Linked DNA regions of Hordeum vulgare: region 2 is linked to region 1. Evidence: chromatin contacts called from public Hi-C data. All regions are on one chromosome and are shown on one strand. The core of a region is the stretch at or near the end of the contact, and the rest is flanking DNA. Distances in the headings are between cores, read along the strand shown.

Region 1 (5,524 bases), core at 785-3,284:
GCTTGTGTGTGTTTTAAAGCACAAAAACTATCCTCCCCTCAAGACTCATACCCTTGCTCCAAATCTTTTGCTAGCGACCATACCATGTGCATAGGACATAAAACTTTTTTTAAAAAATATTATTTTCACCAAAAGGCAATTATTTAATTTAGCTTTTCGAAAACCCATTAATTGAGGTTTTTACTGCAAGTCCTCAAATTAGGGAACATGTTTTGTCACAAATATTTTATTTGGATCCTTTTATCAAAAAGACTTACCCAAACCACAAAATTATTATTTAAAATTTATTTTACCATTTTATTTAAATACCTTTTTTTGAAGCCATAAATGGTCTTTTATAGGTCGGAAATATTTTTATGCTCTCAAAATATTTGAGAAAAATTAGGGAAACTCAGTGGACATATGTTTTCCATATATAAGAGTTTCAACACATAGTCATGTTCAAAATATTGGACAAATCATCCAAAACCCTTTGTGTTCATTTCAAGTATTTGGAATGTTTCAATAAGATATATTCTAAAATAATTCCAGTAAACTTCTAGCAAGTCACACATGATATATGTGATGATCTTGGCACGTTTATCTCAATCCAACTTGATTTGGTTCACCAAAATATTCCAAAACCCTTACTCTCCAGAACCAAACTTGAGCAACTTTACATTGCCAAGGTTCTCCAATTATTCTCAAACTTCGTGGACCTGTTCTAATACTCTAATAATGCATCCACACCAAGTGTTGCATAAGGGCCAACAAATCAGCTTGTCCAAATCCCTTGAAACCCATCATTGCTGATTTCTAGAATTGGGAAACTTTGCATTGTGAAGTTTCTCCAATTATTCCCAAACTACTTGGGCATGCTCTAAGCGCCAAATGATGCCAGCACACCAAGTGGTGCATTAGGAAGAACATAATTGAATGGATGGATCTAAGAAAAACCATTTCTATCCATTTCATACCAGGTTTGTATTGTCACCTTTCATCAAATAATCTCAAATTTGGTGATGAGGACCATTTGGTCTTACCATTTATCCCTAGTAAATATGAGGGCTATTGGATACCCCTAGATGCCCTAGAGCAACATCAAACACCTTCATTCACAAGCTTGTGCACAAGCAAAGTTGACCCAAAAAGATTCTCGTTGCCTCCAACTTTTTACCACATTATTTTATGACCCTGTTTTACCTCCACTAACTTTGCTACAGCCTCAGCTCAATTATTTGGAGCTTAACTCCCTCATTTTCCCTATATTTTTACCATGGAAGCACCTCTCTACTCTATATGCTTCTAATCTGTTCATGCAAATGCTCCCAAACACCACCAAAAATCCATTTGCATGCTGCTTCATGAAACCAAACCCAATAAAGGCATCCCATGTGGGAAATATGAGAAAACCATCTAAACCTAGCTTATGGTAGCAAATGTGCCTTTGTAATGCAACTATATTGTACACTTGCCTCCTAGGAGTGAAAATTGGTGTACGTATAGTCCTTCCATAAATAGGCCAACCAGACATCTTTTTACCCCTCTTACTCGTGCCGGGGGATTATCCTTGATCTCCCACACCTCTCCCAAACACAAACAAAGCTCCAAAACGGCTCTCGCATGCGTGTTGGCCCCGCCCGAGGGCATACGAGGCTCACCCGAACTCCCATTGGTGGCCCCGCCTAAAATCTCATCCCCGTACTCCCACTTGACCCCCTCACTACCTCTCGCTCCTGTGAACCTCCCATGCCTCCACATTCAACCTGACGTGCCCTCCTCCTCCTCTAGTGGCCCCCATTTGCACCATTCAGCTCCGCTCGAATTTGAGCGTGACAGCCCTCCCGTGCCCGGGCTCTCTCCCAAACGAACCCTCGTGGCGGTCCCATATTTGTCGGCACCCCAACCCTTGTTCTACGCCGCCGTATTGCACTCTCGAGTAATGACAAATGCCACCATCCGTGCTCTCTTCGAACAGCTAGCTCCCTGTCACCCCTGTGACCAACAGGGCCACCCCCGAGCGCGACATGGAGTAGGGCATCCGCCCAAGCCCCTGGCTTGGCCTCAGGTGCTGCCAGGCAGCCAGAACCATGGTGACCGTCACCCTCCTATGCTTCTCCCTGCTCGGAAGGGAGAAAGAAGAAGGACCCGATCGATGGGGCCTGCCTTTAAGCCTCCCACCGGCCGGTCCCCACCAGTTCAAGTGGAGGCGCCCCCTCCTTTTTCCATTTCCCCGCATAGGAGACGCGCTCCATGGAGTGCGCCTTTGACGTGGCCATCCTGCACGCGCGCCAAAGCTGTTGGGCCGACCCATTGCGCCCAGCTGCCTATCGAGTGACCTAGGCGCAGTATAGCCCTTGCGGTATAATCTTTTCTAATTTTTATTTCTTCAGAGACTAAACAATTCGTAAGAAATTCATATGAACGGCAAAGTTGGCGATTCAAATTTCTGGAGATCGCAAAAATCTTTCTCTATCAAGAATACTAACTTGCACATTTTTCCAGGAAGCTTTCATATACACCTAATAAATGAAACCCTATTTTGGTATTTCGGCCTTTAGATTTGGAAATTACTACGGATCTCACCCTAGATCCAAATGCAATGATTCTTACTCGTATGTGGATCTAAATTCATGAACTAGGTGATGAACAATTTTCCTTGCACATCCTCTACAAACTTGATTATTGAGTTATTTCTTCATATATGAACCACTTGTTAAATCTCTAGAATATTTATATCAACTCAAAATCTAGTGAAACTATTTTCTAAATTCTTCTAGAATCATGCCCTATTTGATTAGTGCCTCCACTGATTTTGAGGAAAATATATTCCCTAGACTTCTTGAGGGATCAATAATGCCTCCATTTCCACCGTTCAAAGATCTTTGGTGATCCAAATCCATTAGAGAAACTCTAGGTATTTTTTATGAAAATGGTAATCCTAAAAAAATAATGGTTGTTCTATTGTTGTGTGGCTTATTGTGCTTGTTTCTGGTAAAGTAGACGAAGTGCTTAGAGTTGGACTGGAATCTTGTGAAGACCTCAAAGACTTTGCTGAACCACGCAACCAGCCGTTTAACCATGTATAAGAAATTATTTTATGCATGGCATATAAGGCTTCATTCCATTGCATTGAATCATGAATAGGTGACCCCGTGCTGGGTTACTGCCGTTCTTTCCTTGTTGATATTTGCACTAAGCTTGACCCTACCTTCCTATGAGGGTTGTGCATGTGGGAAGTAGTTAGGATGCTATGTCGATGCTACGCGAAAGGGATGGGAATATGCATGGTGACGGAAAAAGAAATGATTTCAAAGAATTTTTGAAAACCCCGTTGGGTGCCACTAATACCCGAGGGAGATGATGCTGAGCTAGGTGGACACTTGGTAAAGAAGTGGTGTACTAGAGCAAGTCATGTGTGTGTCTTCGAAAAGGGATTAGAATTAAGATTTCTCGACCATCCAACCTTACATGTGCGAGCACGAGATACCTTTATGGGATGAAGCTTTGTTGATTACCTTGGTCGGTGCTAGCAGAGAGGCCGCATTACTAGTGGAGAGAGATCCGGGTCACTCTCTCGATACGAGGTCATTCCTGGTTGGGCGACCATGGGCTGTTTTTACAAACACGGGGTACATCATTGTGTCCATGGAAGGATGGTATGATCTTGAGCGAGGCTCGTATGATGGAAATCACGAGGACATGGACCAACGAGTGGACTCTTTGTTTAATGTAGTTAGGGGAAAGGCATTGTTTTGTTCCTTACCTCAGGTGTGCAATATACCGCGAGCCGTGTATAACAAGGAAGTTACCCGAGTCTTGTGGGTATAGTGTGCAACCTCTACAAAGTGTAAAGCATTTTGAATAGTCATGTGCATGGTCAAGGATAGTTGGTTGGTGCTTCTTAGATTATGTCGAGATATTTTCAAAACACTTGGTGTGTTTCAGAAAGATGATACTTAAGCTAAGTCGAATGGTATTACATGATGAATGAACATGAGGTGTTCAACCGCTGATTACGATGATATCTATAACTTGTTCATGTGAGTATTTGCAACCTGTTAATGCATTCTTTTACAAGTTGATTGATCATGACATTGCACCCAAAACTAGCTTTCTGTAACTTACCTAGTTAGTGTTATATCATGCATTATTATTGCCTTCTTCCAAACATGGGTTGCTTGTGAGTACATTCAGAGTATTCATTGTCTTGCCAATGGTCATTTTACTGGCCGGGCATGAAAGAACGGGATACGAAGAAGAGTACTTGGTGATGTACGTGTGAGCTAGGATGCTTCCTAGTCAGACTGCATGTAAGGTTAAGGTAGATGGCATGGGTTCACGCTATCGATATAGATTTCAGCTGCAAATATATGAAGACTTGGCCATAAAGGCCATATTCGATTAAAACAGTATGCAATGGATGCAAGACTATTATTATTCAGTTTATATCTATTCAGTGAGCATTGATCTCTGGGATCATTGTGCATGCACATTTGACATTTTTCATGTGTCTCCTCCTAGTTCCCAACCGCCCCGACCAATACAAGGACATCGATCATCAGGCCATCGACCTTCAACTAAACCTCACTTATAATGAGACAGCGATCTGCATCTTGGATGAAGCTGAGCGTTGCACCAAAAGCCTCACCATCAAGTACTTCAAGGTCGAGTGGAGCATCCACACTGAAGCAGAAGCAACATGGAAGTGTGAAGACTACCTTAGATCAGAGTTCCCTTATCTTCTAGCGCCTAGCCTAGCAAGCTGGGGGATTAGATTCTTCTTGGGGGATACGTTTGTCACCCCAATTGTTTGTACCACTTTGCCACATTATGTTTTTACAAAAATTAGGAACCATTTAAAACTTTTTGAATGCTTGTGATGTCTGATCTGGTTGCTACTTGCTTGTGTGATTGATTGTGTTTTATATCACAAAAAATATTATTCTATCAAGAACTCATCTCATTGACATCAAACCTTTGCCTAATGATCATGCCATGTGTATAGGACTAGGATAGATTTCCATCCTATTATCAAAAAGACTTCCCAAAACCAAAAAATAATTATTATAAAAGTTATTTTCCTCATTTATTTAAATACCTCTTTCTGAGACTAGAAATGGTATTTCATAAAAAAATATCTTACTTCAAAAATATTTAAGAAACTTTAGGGAAACTAAGTGGACATATATTTTCCATGTACAAGAACTTCGACACATGGTGATGTTCAAAATATTGGACAAAACCCCACAAAACCCTTTCTGCTATTTCAATCTTTTCAAATATTTCCATAGGTAATATTCTCAAAAAATATAGGAAAATTCTAGCAAGTTACACATGATATATGTGGTGATCCTACAAAATTTCATCTCAATCCAAGTTGATTTGGTTCACAAAATATACAAAAATCCTCTTTGTCCAAAACGAAATTTGAGCAACCTTACATTGCCAAGTTTATCCAATTGATATCAAACTTTGTAGGAGTGATTTGGACCCCCAAATAAGGATGCTACACCAAGTTGTGCATTTGTGGGAATAGATTAGC
Region 2 (5,524 bases), core at 1,344-3,843, 190 kb before region 1:
GAGGACCCCTTAGTCCCAGACTCTCTTAGTGTGGGAGTAGTCTTGAAAGGCCCCCGGAGAAGTGCTCCCTAACTAGTTGCTCTAACTATGTGTTGAAGGCAAGTCAAGATCACGCGAACCACTTTCCTTGAACAAAAATGAATTTTCCTCGGGGGCTGCTACGAATCAACCAACTGATTTGTCTAGGAAATCAGTCGGGTCCTGTTCCGTTGGATCCGTCCGCCGTGGCCGCTGGATCAGTCAACGTAATACCAATTGTTCCCCCTACTTCGCTCACCTCTCGGTTGTAGCCGATGCTCCGCGGCTCGGGCGCACCGTCGCTCGCCTCATCTGCCACACCCGCCTCCCCTTGTAGCAGCTGTCGCCCCGCCATGTTCGCCGGCGAGCACCGCATCGACACACCGATAGTGGCGCGGGCGCTGCATTGTAGCTTTGGCAGCGCCGACGAATGCTGGACACCACAAACTGTCGTATTCGTAACCCAACACCACTAGTCGCTGCATCGAAGAACCAGTGCATCTGTGTAGAAACACTCGTGCTGCATCATAGCTAAAGAAGTCGCCGGGAGCGCTGCATCGAAGCACCAGTGCCTCTCCACAAACGTTCGCGGGTGTTCCATCACAAGTCCAGCAACGCGGTTGAACGTTGCATAGCAACACCAACACCTGCCCGCAAGCGTTGCAGCAGACCATGGTGTGTCTATGCAGGATCGCGAGTGCTACATCGCAGCTCTAGCAAGAGCTGCATAGGATCATTGATGCCTTGCTTCAAGGTCGCTAGCGCTGCATCGCAGTGTGCAGCCACCCTCGCAGCACGGGTCGCTCACGTGTGCATCTCTCGATTGGAGCGACATAGACCATAGGAGCTTGGTTGCATCGCGCATGGAGAAGGAGAGAGAGATAAGAAAAAGGGGATCACGTTTGTGACTGAAGAAACACGAAACGGGTAGCTCACGTTTGCTGCACTTAATGAGATAAGGATGGGTGCCCGATGGACCCACGGAACACGTGGCGCGCGGAAGACAATTTATCCGTTCGCAAAGTTAGTCAGGAAACAATAAACGTTTTCCATTTTCCTGTCCGAACGCTTGAATCGCAACGGGCCCAAGAAAGCCGAGTGACACATGGGACCCGCATGTAGGGCCCACGATCTAAAAGGTCCTCCTATTGCACGCCTTTAGCGCTGCCCAACCTAACTAGCACTTGGAGCAGCGTGTGGATGGGCCGGCCCAAGATCGCGCAACCCGAAAAATCAGAGCCGAAAACGCCCCCACGATCGAGATCGACTTCGGGCTTGCACACAACGACTCTAACGAGTACACCACCTATTTACCGGTGATTATTTACAGCGCTACCATTTTAAAAACAGAAACATAGAGGCGCTTTTTATTACGCATTACACTGTAAATTTTAGAATTTTCAATTATTTGAAAATAGGTTCACATATTTCAAATTGAGTTCACAAGCATGGAAAAAAGTCCGCGGAATAAAAAAATTTCACCATATAAAAATGTTCATGTATTAAAAAAAGTTCATGAATTCAAATTAACCTTATCGATTTTCAAAAAAAAAATCATTGATTTGAAGAAAAAAGTTCCTTAGATTTGGAAAAAGTTCATCAAATTTGAAAAGGTTCATCCAAATTCAAAAAGTTCATCGATTATAAAAATAGATTATCAAAAAATGAAAAAGTTTGGCCATTTGAAGAAAAAGTTCATCGAATTTGAAAAGGTTCATCCAAATTAAAAAGTTCATTGAATTTTAAAAAAATTCATCAATTTTACAAATAGTTCATCGAAAAATGGAAAAGGTTCATCCATTTGAAAAAAAGTTAATCAATTTTGAAATGAGTTCATCGGATTTGAAGAAAAGTGCATCGATTTTCAAAAATCTCATCAGAAAATGAAAAAGGTTCAGCATTCGAAAAGAGTTCACAAATCTGAATAAAATTCATCAAATAAGTAAGAAAAAAAGGGTAAATGATAAAGGCAAAAGAAAAAGAAATAAGAAAGAAGGAGAGAAAAAGCAATGAAGCGTGGGAAAAGCTCGAACCTATGAGGTCCCTTGAAGTGGCCGAGTGGTAATCGTAGTTTATAGTTAAACAGTAGGTCGCAGGTTTGATCTTTTCAACCGGCGTTGTTTTTGCGGCTTAAAAAGCTACTCTCCGTTAGTCTTTTAAATGGTTACACTAGGAGTCTACATACGGATAAAAATGATTGAATATACACACTAAAATATGTCTATATACATTCGTATGTAGTCTATTAGTGAAACCTTTAAAAATACTTATACTCCCTCTGTTTTTAAATATAAGTTTTTTAAGATGTTTCACTAAAATGATTACATACAGATATATATAGACATACTTTAGAATATAGATTCATTCATTTTACTTCGTATGTAGTCTTCTAGTGAAATGTCTAAAAGAACTTATATTTAGAAAGGGAGGAAGTATTTAGGAATGGAAGGAGTAGATGAGAAAATGCTAAATGAACCGAGCCCGGCCCGGCCAATACGCGTGCAGGCGTCGGTTTCAAAAATGAACTAAAACTGGTACGTGTAGCGCTAAATAGGAAATGCCCGATCCAACGGCCGATCCTGCTTCGCGCACTTTTGATCATTTCATCCATTTACAGACCAGTTCTCACACACAAAAAATAAATAAATCCATACACAAACTACACGCCATTATCCAATCCCCACCACCACCTCCTCCATTTCTAATCCTCCTCCCATCTCCGTCGTCGTCTAGGGATCGAGCAGGTGGAGAGCAGGGAAGATGATGATGACGCGGGCATCGATGGGCGAGATGGATGGGGCTGCGTTGGACGAGGTGGTTCGGCGTCTCGTCGAAGGGGGCCGCGGCGGGCGCCAGGTCCAGCTGTCGGAGGCGGAGATCCGACAGCTCTGCGTCGAGGCCAAAAGGGTGCTTCTCTCGCAGCCCAACCTCCTGCGCATTCCCGCGCCCGTCAAGATCTGCGGTGAGCATCGGCCTCAAGGCCCCTCCACTACCCTCTGATGCGGGCATATTATACCGCGCGCCCCCTCTTTGTGGCGCGTTTGCGCATTTAGGCCGTACATGGCCGACTCCCAGAGACGCGATTATTTGTGTTCGATTTTTACTGATTCTGGCGCGTACGGTTTATTTGGGGTATTGACTGTTGAGGACCCTGTAACCTTTTCTGTAAGAACAAGTATATACTCTGTTGAAATATTGACATTCTCGTAAGTATACTGTTTGAAGTTTAGGAATCTGTGTTAGGGCTGCTGTCCATCGGTGTAGGCTGGCTCGGTTTAGTCCCACCTCGCTCCACCTTGCTTATGGGAGGAGGCCATGACCAGCTTATAAGGGAGTGATTCCTTCCTCCCTTCAGTCCGGGCTTTTGGATAGAGTGGGCTCTTCGTTGAATGTTGGTCCACGTGCGCATAAACGTTCAGAACGTAGGTAGAGTGTGGGCTAGGCCGAGTTGGACGCTAACATTTGGTATCAGAGCCAACATCGCCATGCCTTCCTGAGAAGCCGCTTCTCAGGGGATGGGATGTTCCCTTCAGTCCGGGCTTTTGTTGGCCCGAGTTCTTGCAGCGTGGTCAATGGCTGGAGTTGGTACACTCTTTGCTATATGGGTACACTTGTATTATCTTTTTATACATTTTAGGATTATAGTGGTTTAAATTTGAAATATCAATGGGAAGGATCTAATACTGACAATAGTTGCCAGGAATCAGGCTCGCCTGGGTCGATGATCGGGGTCGCGGTTCGTGGTTCGCCACCTCTCTGGATCGAGGTTCGACGAGGGGTATACATCTCCGGGATGTCAATTGGGAACGTGGGTCGCGATCCAAACTATTTTGGGTCGATGACCCTAGGTCATGGTGATTTTTCCATGGATGCAAAGAGAGATCCTGCCATTCCCGTCTGAAAAGATTATGATCTGGGTGGTGATTTAGTTCTCTTCCCACTTTCGCAGAAAAAATGACGCCACAAGTCAGCTGTTTACGGCGTGATCTTCTCATTTACCATTTTCTTTCACACCAACCGTAACTATCCCCAACTCTTTCTTCTTTACTTCATCTGCAGAGCTCTAGTCCGTGACCCCGTTCTAAGCCACGAGTCCTTTAGCACTCCTTCTGTTTGCCCTTCCATCGGTTCCTCCCTTGTGCAGTCTATATGTTCCCTAGTACTAGTATGCATCAGATTCCAAATCGGCAACGGTGAGGAGGGCTTTTATCCATCAATGGTGGGACTATGGAAGCGAGACAAGATAGGGCGGATACCACACCAAGCAGCTCGACGATCGGCGGCGAGTGACGGATTGTAGACGACAGACACGAACAGTCCGATGGATTTCTGATTTTGGAGCGCGATTACCAGGTAACCCTCGATTCACCATAACTCATGTTCCCTCGTAGTTGTTCTTGATCTGGGGTATCATCGATCGATCAGGGTCGCGATCTGCCTGACGACTCACCTCGATCCCACCTCGTCCCCGACCCTCGATTGGGGTTGATCGACCCCGGGTCACGGAGCACACCCTCGACCCATGAACCTGGCTACTATGCTACTAACCTAACACTAATTACTTAGATAAAGGTAGACAACGATATTCTTCTCTGCTTTATTGAGGGTTAGCCCCTTTATATAGTACACAAGACTTGACCGAGAAGTCGGTAAGTCTATTATACAACTCTAATACGATTGCTAAATTGATTGGACTCTTTCCTAACAAAGTTTTTTCGTTAATACGTAGGTTGCTTATCTTTCCATTGATAGAAGTGTAAAATAGCACAAATGGGCATCCCTCAGCTACGTGCACGATCACGTGCAGCAGAGCGCGCGAGTGAGCAGAGGACAAATGGGTTGCTTGATCCCAACTAGGAAAGTTAAACTACAGGAAGTACCATGTTGAGCCCTTTGGCTCCAGCCCTTGCCCAAGATCGAACATCCTCCTGGATGGCTTGGACGAGTCGTGTGTGAGAAGGTTGAGCTCCTTTGAAGATACACGCATTATTGTACTTCTAGATGGACCATGCCGAGAGGACGATCAGGGAGTCGAGGCCTTCTCGCACACATGCTGGGGAGCCAGTAATGGCTGAAGACCACCATTTAAAAAAGTCAGCATGTCCATCAAATGGGGAGATGGTGAGACGACACCAAGAGAGAACCTCGTGCCAGGTAACGGTGAGACGACACCAAGAGAGAACCTCGTGCCAGGTAACACGTGAGACAACACAACCTGGAAGGAGGTGGTGTATGGTCTCCTTGGTCTAGTCGCAAAGGATGCAGCAGGGTGCATGGGATAGTCCGCGAAGGGCAAGTCGCTCGACGTTCCAGCATCGATTCTGATCGACAAGCCAAAGGAATTCCAAGTCAGTTGTCAATGGGTGCTTGGGCGGAGCCATTGTTGAAGAGCGTGATGTAGCAAAATTTCAGAGTAGATGCCATTCTCTACCTAGCGTGAAGGGATGGTGTCGGGGTTAGGAGAGAGATCCACGTTGTGGAGCCGTTGCCAAATATTGCCGTATTA

Evidence for each region. Hi-C and Micro-C count contacts between places; a contact is called where the count stands out from the background.
Region 2: a Hi-C map of seedling shows a contact between it and region 1, with 1.7 times the contacts expected there. The contact joins the promoter of LOC123443630 here to the enhancer-like site in region 1. A contact is called at or near these places in 3 of 6 Hi-C or Micro-C datasets (leaf and seedling).

The regions. Positions count from the first base shown.
Region 1 is chr3H:256,075,646-256,081,169 of MorexV3_pseudomolecules_assembly, reverse strand. No RefSeq gene overlaps it. Among protein-coding and RNA genes, the nearest start is that of LOC123443631, 180 kb to the left of the region's middle. Within about 2 kb of position 2,034, at least 3 of the 3 cell types and tissues checked have open chromatin away from gene starts, as enhancers often do. A contact at or near this core is called in leaf and seedling, where this site is marked.
Region 2 is chr3H:256,267,682-256,273,205 of MorexV3_pseudomolecules_assembly, reverse strand. It overlaps LOC123443630 (serine/threonine-protein phosphatase PP1-like), which reads left to right and starts at 2,593. Exons shown (of 4, transcript XM_045120106.1): 1 at 2,593-2,980. The coding sequence starts at 2,779.